Linked DNA regions of Lactuca sativa: region 1 is linked to region 2. A link is a contact called in public Hi-C data. All regions are on one chromosome and are shown on one strand. Each heading gives the region's core, a stretch centred on a gene start, on an enhancer-like site or on the middle of the called end of the contact. The rest is flanking DNA. Distances are from core to core; before and after follow the strand shown. Region 1 holds the start of LOC111912088 (PH, RCC1 and FYVE domains-containing protein 1). Region 2 holds the start of LOC111921849 (probable glutathione S-transferase).

What was found. A called contact is a pair of places that touch in the nucleus more often than the background predicts.
Region 1: a Hi-C map of leaf shows a contact between it and region 2, with 4 times the contacts expected there. The contact joins the promoter of LOC111912088 here to the promoter of LOC111921849 in region 2. A contact is called at or near these places in 2 of 4 Hi-C or Micro-C datasets (leaf and seed).

The regions. Positions count from the first base shown.
Region 1 is chr3:94,809,921-94,815,517 of Lsat_Salinas_v11, forward strand. LOC111912088 (PH, RCC1 and FYVE domains-containing protein 1) reads left to right here and starts at 2,603. Exons shown (of 8, transcript XM_023907832.3): 1 at 2,603-2,960; 2 at 3,694-3,780; 3 at 3,900-3,989; 4 at 4,081-4,161; 5 at 4,266-4,451; 6 at 4,549-5,597. The coding sequence starts at 2,910.
Region 2 is chr3:94,602,934-94,608,020 of Lsat_Salinas_v11, forward strand. LOC111921849 (probable glutathione S-transferase) reads left to right here and starts at 1,902. Exons shown (of 2, transcript XM_023917424.3): 1 at 1,902-2,874; 2 at 3,125-3,680. The coding sequence starts at 2,554. The coding sequence ends at 3,472.

The DNA.
Region 1 (5,597 bases), core at 1,353-3,852, 210 kb after region 2:
ACTGATGGGTTTTGGTCATAAGACATCCTATGTGCTCATACAAACCCTAATGCTTGGATCTAGGTTTCTCTATTGTACATGCTTTGAATCCAAGAATATAAACCCTAATTCTAGCATATGGAAATCGATATTAACATATAATTAGGTTTATGATATTACCTTGATTGTTATGTAGTAATAACAATCCTAATTCCTCCTTGAATTGACTTTGGAAGGCTTAGAGTCACAAGTGTCACTCCTCTAATGGCTCACAAACACCATAAGCAAGAGGATGAAGAGGAGAGAGGATGGAGGCTGCCAAAACCGTGTGAAAACCCTAGCAAGATGCTTAGCCACATTTTTTTTTGTCCTCAAGGGATCTATATATAGTGAGGCAATTAGGGTTATCTAACATGGAAACCCTAATTTGGATGCTTAAGCCCTAAGCAACCCATGGAGCCCTTTCCATAAGGCCTTGGACGATTTCATATGGGCTTCCCCCATAGAATTCGTCCACCTTATGATATAAGGCAATCTATGGCCCAAATTGCAATTATCTTATAATTACAATTCCAGTCCCTTAAGTTTAATTAATCTCTTTTAGTCACAAAACTAATTACCAATTAATTATTGACTAATATTAATTAAACAATATGATTTCTCCTTTAATATATTATTCTCATAATATATTAATAAATCATATTTAATCCTTTCTCTCCATAATTCATCCTATCAAGTTGCTTTGGTGAAGGCAACCCAAAAGGACCATGCACCATCGGGTCAAGTACATACCAAAATAGTTATCGACTTAGACACTAATCCAACAATAAAAAGACCAAAAATATGATCGTTTTTGGATGCAGGTTACAAAAAGGTTTCGCAAAGGAATGAAGCTTCATGAGTATCGTTGAAAACACCAAATTTACTCAAAATGGGGAAGACAAACATGGAACTCATATTGTTTAATGATTTATACAACAACATGAAACGTCAATTGGAAAAGCGGAGAAAGTGATGAAGTGATTTTGAAGAAAGCTCTAAAAGTGTACCAAAAAGAAAACAAGAAGGCTTTCAAATGTATAAACTTTTTGAATCTCGTGAAAGATAACAAGAAATAGCAAGTGAGCAAAACATCCGAACAACATATCGATATTGGTTCAAACGATCAAGAACATCCGAATCCGACCACACTACATCCTAGGGGTGTTCGTTTGGATGGATCGGTTTGATCCGATCCAATTAAGTAAATCCAAATTGATTTCGGTTTTCAAAACATGGATCCAAATTGTCCAAACTAAATTCAAATCCAATCCGATCCGATCCAATTACAATTCGGTTGGATCAGTTTTTATAATTCGGTTTTCAAAAACCGAAACATTTTAAAACGACATATAATAATAATATTACCCAACTTTACACAAGAAGCAAAAACAAATCATTTAGTTGTGATTTGAAATTTATAAACAACTAATAAGAATATATATTATAGTTAAATATTTTATAAATACAAAACTTTCGAGAGAAAATGAATATTAATGTTTTTTTTATTGGGTGAAACGTTTTAAACCTATTTGAAAAAATAAATTACAAAATTAATAAATAATTATATATATATATATATATATATATATATATATATATATATATATATATATATATATATAAGAAATGTTTATTCGGTTTTTTTGGACTATTCGGTCCTTATTTTATAAACCAAAACCAATCCGAAATCCAAAATACTAATTCGGTTTTGTTGGAAAACCAATCCAAAAATCCGAATATCCGAACCAAATAGTCCAATCCAAATTGTCCAATTAGATAATTCGGTTTTATTCGAATAGTGAACAGCCCTACTACATCCGATGCTCGTGTTGGTTTCGACCTCAACAATGATGTACCTATTCAAGTTTGACCACATTCCTTACCAATGGGAATGGACAAAACAAAAAAGCAAAGGCAAAGGCAAAAGACTCAAATTCTTGAAAGAAATCGGGGACGCCATGAAGGATAGAAAAGAAAGAATTGACAAAATTTTATAAATTGCTTCTGAAAGAGAGCTTCAGAAACAAAGGGATAGTAACATGATGATACTAATGATAGACACATCGAACATGACCGATGAGGAGCTTTAAGTTATTATGACGATGAAAGCCGACATCCAAAAATGTTATGATAAGGAGGTAGATTTAAGATTGTAGGTTTTAATCGTTCGATGTGTTTTTTTTTTCAAGTTTGTAGCATTTTTTTAATGCTATGTTATGTTTTTTTTAATTAATGCAATATAATGTTTTTATTTTTATTTTGAACTAATAAAATATTATATATTTTTTAAATAAAAATGAAATTTTTATTTAAATTTAATTATTAAAAAAATGTGACACAATGAATCACACTCCCTCCGCCTAACAAATCTTAAACAACTTTTAATCTTTGATGAAGTAATGAACACGTACATAACAACATTTAAGATTCTAAGTACATGGTGAAAAAACTCTAGGTATTGTTTTAAGTAATTTTTCCCTGAAATAGAAGCTTATTAAGTGGGGGTAAGAACAGTTGGCACGTGCGATTTGGGTATTAGTAAACAACAACAGTACACCACTTTTTCTTCTGCACGACATACGAAGAAGCCAAGAATTTGTCATGATGAAACTATACACACCAACGACAAGAACCAAAGAAGAAATCAAAACCCATTCATCCCAATATCTTTCCTCCTCCTCTCTCTCTTTCTCTCTCTAAAACCCTTCTTCTAATACCAATCCATGTGACATTCTGTTTTCGACCCAGAATCATCAGCATCCAACACCCTCTGCAGATTCTCCCACACATTCTCTTCTTTTTAAGGTTTCATTTAACTTGTATGTGCGTGGGTGTACACCAATCAGGCTTCTTTTCATCCATTCTTTCTCCTTTTTGTATGTAGAAAAATGGGTGAAAGATTCTTGTCAGTGACTCCCTCTGATAGAGCTCTTGAACAGGTCCATGTTCTAATCTTTTTTTTTTCGTTGTTCTTGTAGTTAATCTTGATGAATGTTGTGCCGATTATGCTTATTTTCTTTCAAAATTCAGTGTTTATCTCACTTGGTGTTCATCTTTTTTTGTTTTTCAGTCTGTGATTCATTTCCATTAGAAAAAGATCCAATTTTTACCTCAATGTGTGTTTGATTTCTTCATCTTTAGGTCATATGTCATGGTTCTTGAAAATCTTTTGGTAAAAAGAAGCCTTTTCATGCTTAATTACCTCCAATTTTTCAAAATTTACCTAATGGGTGTTCAATTTTTGTTGCGTTTAAGTGGGTTTCCAAAAAATCTACCAAAAATGAAAACCTTTATTTGCTTAATTACCTCCAAAATTTTACTTTTTTCCTCAATGGGTGTAAGATATTTTCAAAATCTAGCTTTATAATACTATTAGTCTCTGTTTGCTTCTGTCAATTTTCATTGACTTCACAAGCACCCCATGAGACCATTTTCCTTTTAGTTGTAAAGATGCCATGAAAAGATACTCGAATCCAAAGGTCCAATCATACCCAGTGATGTTGACACTCAAAAAGTTCAAACTTGTGGATGAAATCGCATATGAAATGCTCCATATTCTTCCTGAAACTTTAACTATTTAAATCGATTTCTGAAGACGAAATCAATAAATTGGGTTTCAATTATCGAACTTAATAACATAATTTAGTAACAAAAATCTTTAATTCATTTCAGGCGATCGTGGCTTTAAAGAAAGGGGCGTATATATTGAAATACGGTCGAAGAGGAAAACCCAAACTATGCCCATTCAGGCTATCAACGGTATACTTTTTGAGAAATAATATTATATGTTCTTGAATTATTTTCGTTAAATTCTATGATAATTAAATGTAATTTTATTTTATTTTTTATTAAATTTCGTGTCCAATTTGGGGTTTCAGGATGAAAGAACTTTAATGTGGTTTTGCGGCAATGAAGAAAAAAAACTGCAACTAAGCTCTGTTACGAGCATTGTTCGTGGCCATGGAACTGTAAGTATTTAAAGTAAAAAAAAAAGTATTTTTTTTATCAATTTTAATTCAAATTATTCATTCATGATTTTGTAATTATGATAAATTGCAGAGGAAACTTCAACCAGAAAGAGAATGTCATTCGTTTTCGCTGATATACATGAACAACCAAGCTCAATGCTCTCTTGATCTGGTAAGTTTGACTTATTATTCAACAATTTTTCAGTTCTTGACTTTCAAATATTTCGATTGATGACTAATTAATCAACATTTTTGTTTTGTATTCTTGTTTCGCAGATATGCAAGGATAAAATGCAAGCAGATTCATGGTTTTTAGGCCTAAAAGCTTTGATATCAAGGTGCGAAGATTTCAGACACCCTGAAAACCAAAGAGTAGCGCAAAGTTGTATAAACAGTCCTTCTAGTTTCATCAGAAGAAAATACAATCTGGGTATTTCAAAAGAAACCACCAAAATGTCTCAGGTTTTTTATACTCAAGATTTTCAAATTTTATAAAACTTATGAACAATTTGAGTGATGAATAAGTGAATAACGAGTAATCGTTTGGTTAATTTTGAAGGTGAGAAGCGTGTGTGCAAGCCCAGTTCCATCGATGATATCCGATCCATGTTTCTCTGATGGACTTTCACTTTCATCTGATAGTTTTTATTCAAGATCAAGTTTATCAAGTACACAGAACTTTCCAGAAGGTTTAGCCCCATATTCACCTTGCATGAAAACCGAAGAACCCAAAAAGAACCCGAAAACAATTACCCGGTTTGGTGCACCTGTTGTTCTACCTCGAGAACAATCGGACCCACAAAGAACAAAATTGAACGATGTTTTAATATGGGGAGAAGGTGTTGAAAATGGCGTCTTGGGTGGTGGTGGTGATAACATGGTCAACACGGTCAATGGTCACCGAAACCAATCACAAATAGATGCGTTGTTACCGAAAGTTCTTGATTCAGTAAGTATGTTAGATGTCGAGAAGATATCATTGGCTGGAAAACATGGTGTTTTAGTGACAAAACAGGGTGAGGTATTCTGCTGGGGTGAAGGACAATCGGGCAGGCTCGGGCATTCCCTGAGCTGCCCGAAAGAAGTTGAATCCCTTCATTCCCTTGGATCCCGTGTGAAATCGGTTTCTTGTAGCGAGTATCAAACATCCGCCCTAACATTTTCTGGTGAGCTCTACACGTGGGGTGACAACACCTCCGGTCAAGGTCAAAGTAGCCGGTGGCTCCCCCGCCGGATCTCCGGCGTACTAGACGGAATCACCATATCAAAAGTTGCTTGTGGAGAATGGCACACTGCAATTGTTTCAACTTCCGGTCAACTATTTACATTTGGAGACGGGACTTTCGGTGTTCTAGGTCACGGAAACTATCAAAGTTTGACCGAACCGAAACAAGTTGACTCGCTCGCCGGACTTCGTGTGAAATCGGTCGCGTGTGGGCCATGGCACACGGCGGCGGTGGTCGCGTTGATCACCGGACCACCCAAATCAAGTTCTCCGGCGGGAAAGATGTTCACTTGGGGTGACGTGGATAAAGGAAGATTAGGTCATGGTGATCATAACTCTAAACTCAAACCTACATGTGTTGTTTCTCTAATCGATCATGATTT
Region 2 (5,087 bases), core at 652-3,151:
ACCATAATATGAAAAAAGAGAAATCTATTGAAAAGTCCTTATGTTTAGGTCTCGTAACCGATTTAGTCATTATTTTTTTTTAATCAATTAAGTCCCAGAAACTTCAATTATATTCATTTTGACCCCTTTTTATGCAAATAAATCCAAAATATAATGATTTTTTTTTTAAAAATATATTATTTTAATTTTTTTAAATATTATCTTAGTATATTTTTTTGTCTAACAGACTGTATTATTTTATGTTAATCTTATGATATTTTCTCTGTCTAGACAGTGGATATCTGTTATGAAAATATTTATTTTTTCTTCTAAAAATAATCGTTTTTTTATTATATTTATGTTTGACGCATTGTATTATCATACATTAATCTTATATATATATATATATATATATATATATATATATATATATATATATATATATATATATATATATATATTCATTGTCGATAATTTATATTATGAAATACATTTTTTTTCTTTGAAAACTATTCGTTTTTATAATAGTTTTGTCTAATAGATTGTTATCTTATATTAATCTTATAAAAACGGTTCTTTTTAGAAAAAAAACTCTTTTCATAATAGATATTTTCTGTCAGAAAAAGAAAATACCATAAGATTAATGTAAGATACCAATCTGTTAGACAAAATTATTATAAAAATATTATATTTAGAAGAAAATAAAATATTTAATAATAGATATTATCTTTCATAGAAAAAAACATCATAAGATTAATATAAGATAATACAACTAGTTAGACAAAAATATTATAAAAACAATAATTTTTAGAAAAAAAAAACTATTTTCATAATAGATCTTTTCCATCAGATAAAAAAAATATCATAAGATTAATGTAAAATATAAATATGTTAAACATAGATATTATAAAAAAAGTTATTTTTAGAAGAAAAAAAATTCATAATAAATATTATTTGTCAGATAAAAAAAACATCATAAGATTAATGTAAGATAATACAACTTGTTAGATAGAAAAAATATGAAAATAATTAATTTTAGAAGAAAAAAAACTATTTTCATAAAATATATATGTTAAAAAAAATATCATGATTAACAAATGGTAATACAATCTCTTAGACAAATTAATACTAACAATCTAACATAATAAAATAATATAAAAAAAATTAAAATAATATATTTTTAAAAAAGTCCTTATATTTTGTATTTGTTTACAAAAAAGTCCTTATATTATGTTGACCACCGGTTTACCGGTAAAAATGGTCAAAATGAATATAACTGATGTTTTTAGACTTAATTAACTAAAAAAAAATAAAGACTAAATTGATTATAACAATTAAACATAAAAACATTTCATTAGGCTGCCCGGAGTGGTGATACAAACTCACGCATGAAGCTAAGTCGGCTTCCTTGGAGACGCGTGAATACTGCCCCAAGGGCTGGTGCTCTGGCGTGTGACGTCTCTTCAAAGACGGAAGAAGACAAAGCTTGCTATTGGCTGGCTTTTTTTTTGACCGTTTGAAGCCTTGGAAACAATTAAAAGAAAACCCTTTCTTTGAAGATGTGAAATATGCAGGTTCAAGTGAAGAAGAAAGGCGTCTTTTAATCGAAGGAGAGTATGAGACAACACCTCTTTCAACAGTTGTCAAACTAGTTCCCTTAAGTTTGGGTCAAAAGCAAAACAAACCTCATCCCTAATTTCCTTCTCAAACAGGTTTTTAAATTTGTAAATTCCGCCCTAGACTTTTATATTATTATTATTTTCTATATTTTTTTATGTTCTGTTAGTAATTTAGGTTTAAATTTCTATGTTTTTTTTATTAATTTAGGTTTTAAATTTAATTTATGTAATGGGTTTTAAGTAATGTAAATTATTTTATTATGTTTTAAATTTTGTTTTTTATTTAATTTAATCATAAAAAAATAAAAAATGAAAAAAAGAATATTGTGGAGTAGTAATCATTCTCAATATCTAGTGAGTTGATGGCGGGTTGGTGATGAAGTTGACGTGTCACTGAGTTGACAACATTTTTTTGATTGCTTGACTGTAACAACTCTTCACAATCTTAGAATTCCCATGAAAAACTACGGAACCATTTATAAATTTTTGTCAGGAAATAATAAACAAAAAAGTCTCGCTATCACTGCTTTTTGGTCAACATTTGGAATGTAAATGACGAAGTCTCGACTCTTGAGCAAATGATTCATTGTGACTTGTACCTAATGCATGATAAGTTGTACACGGGGTTTTATCCCTTTCACTCCTTAAATAAATAAAGTTTGATTTAAAAAGTCAAAACACCTACAGTCGTTAATTTTCAAGCAGTCCTATGTAAAATAATTTTTTTTAATGCAAATTTTCTTGTGTGCCGGAAATGATCTTTGTTTGAATATCCTCACACTCTCACAGCCTGTGTTAATTCTCCGCTTAACTTTTAGCCTCAAAACAACTTATATATGAGAAAATCAAAGTTTTTTCTTGTGAGGGAGAACACAACGAGCTCCTATATAAACACAAAGCTTCTTTCTTTCACAATCATCAAACACAAACACAAAGAAATAAAAGTGATTTAAAGATGGGAAAAGATGATGTGAAGCTTCTAAGCATGTGGGCTAGCCCTTTTTGCATGAGGGTGAAGGTGGCATTGGCAGAAAAAGATATTGCTTATGAAGAGATTTTAGAGAATAATTTGTTAGGTGGAAAGACCGAATTGTTGCTAAAATCAAACCCTGTCCACCAACAAGTTCCTGTCCTCTTGCACGACAACAAGCCCATCCTCGAGTCCACTAACATTATCACTTACATCGATGAAGTTTGGCCTTCCAAACCCCTCTTGCCCACTTGTGCATATGAGAAAGCCCGGGCCCAATTTTGGGCCGACTACATTGATCGCAAGGTAAGCCCTCTTTTTAATTAAGCTTACTATGACAAATACAGATACTTGATTGGAATACTCATAATTGATCCCGATAGGTCCATATCCGAGGATGTGAGACGTGGTTTTGGGACCAATTATATTACATGGTCCCAAAACCAGTTGTGGGGTTGTGGGATGTCAGCCACCTGACTTACCACAACATAACACAACTCGTTCCGAGTGGTATATTTTTAGAAATCGTTCATCATTATGTATATGTATATCCTAGGTCCATTCGGCGGGTCGGGCCATTTGGACTGCAAAAGGAGAAGATGAAGTAGAGGCCGCTAAGGCATCGTTCCTTGATATCCTGAAGTTCTTAGATGGTACTTTGGCTGAAAAAGACTACTTCGCCGGGGACAACTTCGGGTTTGTGGACATACTGCTTGTTGGTCTAACTTCGTGGTTCCCAGCCTACGAGAAATATGGTAGCTTTAAGGTGGAGGATCACTACCCTAAATTGGCGGCATGGATCACACGGGTCCATGTTAGGGAGAGTGTTTCTGAATCTTTGGCTAACCCTGAAAAAATCCTCAACTTTGTAGTAATGTTGAGACAAATGTTTGGTGTTGAATGAATGAAGATTGTTATGTCATGAATGATGATGATATAATATTATGGGTGGTGGGATGTTTAGATCCACTAAGAATAAGGAGTTGGAATAAAATTGGTTTGAAAATTATCTTTGAAAACATAATTGTTGTCTTTGAGGGGGAGAATGTATGTTTTTTTTCTTTCTATTTGATGTAATGGATCAAACTGAATATCTTATTGAATGTTTGATACCTTTTTTTTTTCTATATAAACCAAAATTTATTAATTCTGAGATGTTTTAGATTAATGTAATGTTTCTTGTTATTAAAGTTTAATTTTAGATACGTTACTTTCCCCTAAATCAAATAGTTTATATAGTGACAATTTTATTAAATATGTTTATAATTTTTAGTGACAATTACATGTGATTTTTTTTATCTCAAAATTTAAAACATATTTTCAACTTTTAAAATATGATGTAAGTAGAAATAAGATACTGTGCTATTTATTTTTGTAATGACATTAAGAGAATTATATATATATATATATATATATATATATATATATATATATATATATATATATATATATATATATTCTCCAAACTATTTATTATATATGGTTTATTATTAAATCTATTTGGTTGTTCAAAAACTATAATTTGACCGAGTATTATAGGTTATGCCGGTTACCTTGTTTATTTGAAAAAAAAGTAAATGTTAATTATGTGGATATATGGTTATGACTTAAGAGGGTAATGTAATTTAGTAAATAAAAGCTCTTCGGTTGTTCAAAAATTAAACTTTAGACCAAGTATTATATGTTATGCCAGTTACCTTGTTTATTTGAAAAAAAAAGGTTAATTACGTGGATATGGTTAATGAATTCAAAGGATAGAGTAAAATGTATCATTTACAAATTTAGTAACTAAATTATTTTTTTGTCACTATTATCATTAAATTAGGTGTGGTAGTGCTGCAACTTTGGCTAAGGCTTATAGTCAAGTGTATAATGGGAAGTCTAGACATTTATGTGTTAGACATAACATGATTTGCAAGCTCGTTATGAATGGTGTAATATCTGTGGAGTTTGTAAGAACTCACTTGAATTTAGTCAATCGTTGTTGTGATATGTGCACTGAGCTTAACAGTTAACACTGTCTTACGATGGTTCCGTCTAAGTTAAGCACTGTAATCACAACAATGAAGAAGCAGCATTAGTCGACGTTCGGGAGGTGATCCCGGGACGAAACTACGATGATCTAGTTAGTCTAAGCGTGTACATGAGAATGCTGAGATTAGGGTTTTAGCTACAAGGAAGCGATCCCTTCCTCAAAAGGAGAATGATTCCTTTTATACCTGGCATCCATTAAGCATGATCCCAATGGTTTCCTTTGTCGTATCTGAGCCGACAGGACGTGGATGAGTCCCATTGGTTGATCGTGCATCACTAATAGGAATCCTCTCTGCTATTGGTGCAGATGAAATAAAGGATAATGCTCTGAGTATTACACTTTTCGCCCTAGGGAGCGGTTAATTATGTTTCAGATTATTATAGACCGAAGATTGTCGTCTGGAATTGGACTTGGGCATGAGAGTGCCAAGCACCAGAGTCCTGGAGCGAGGCCGAGGGCTTGGGTTTGGCACTAGGCTAGTTAG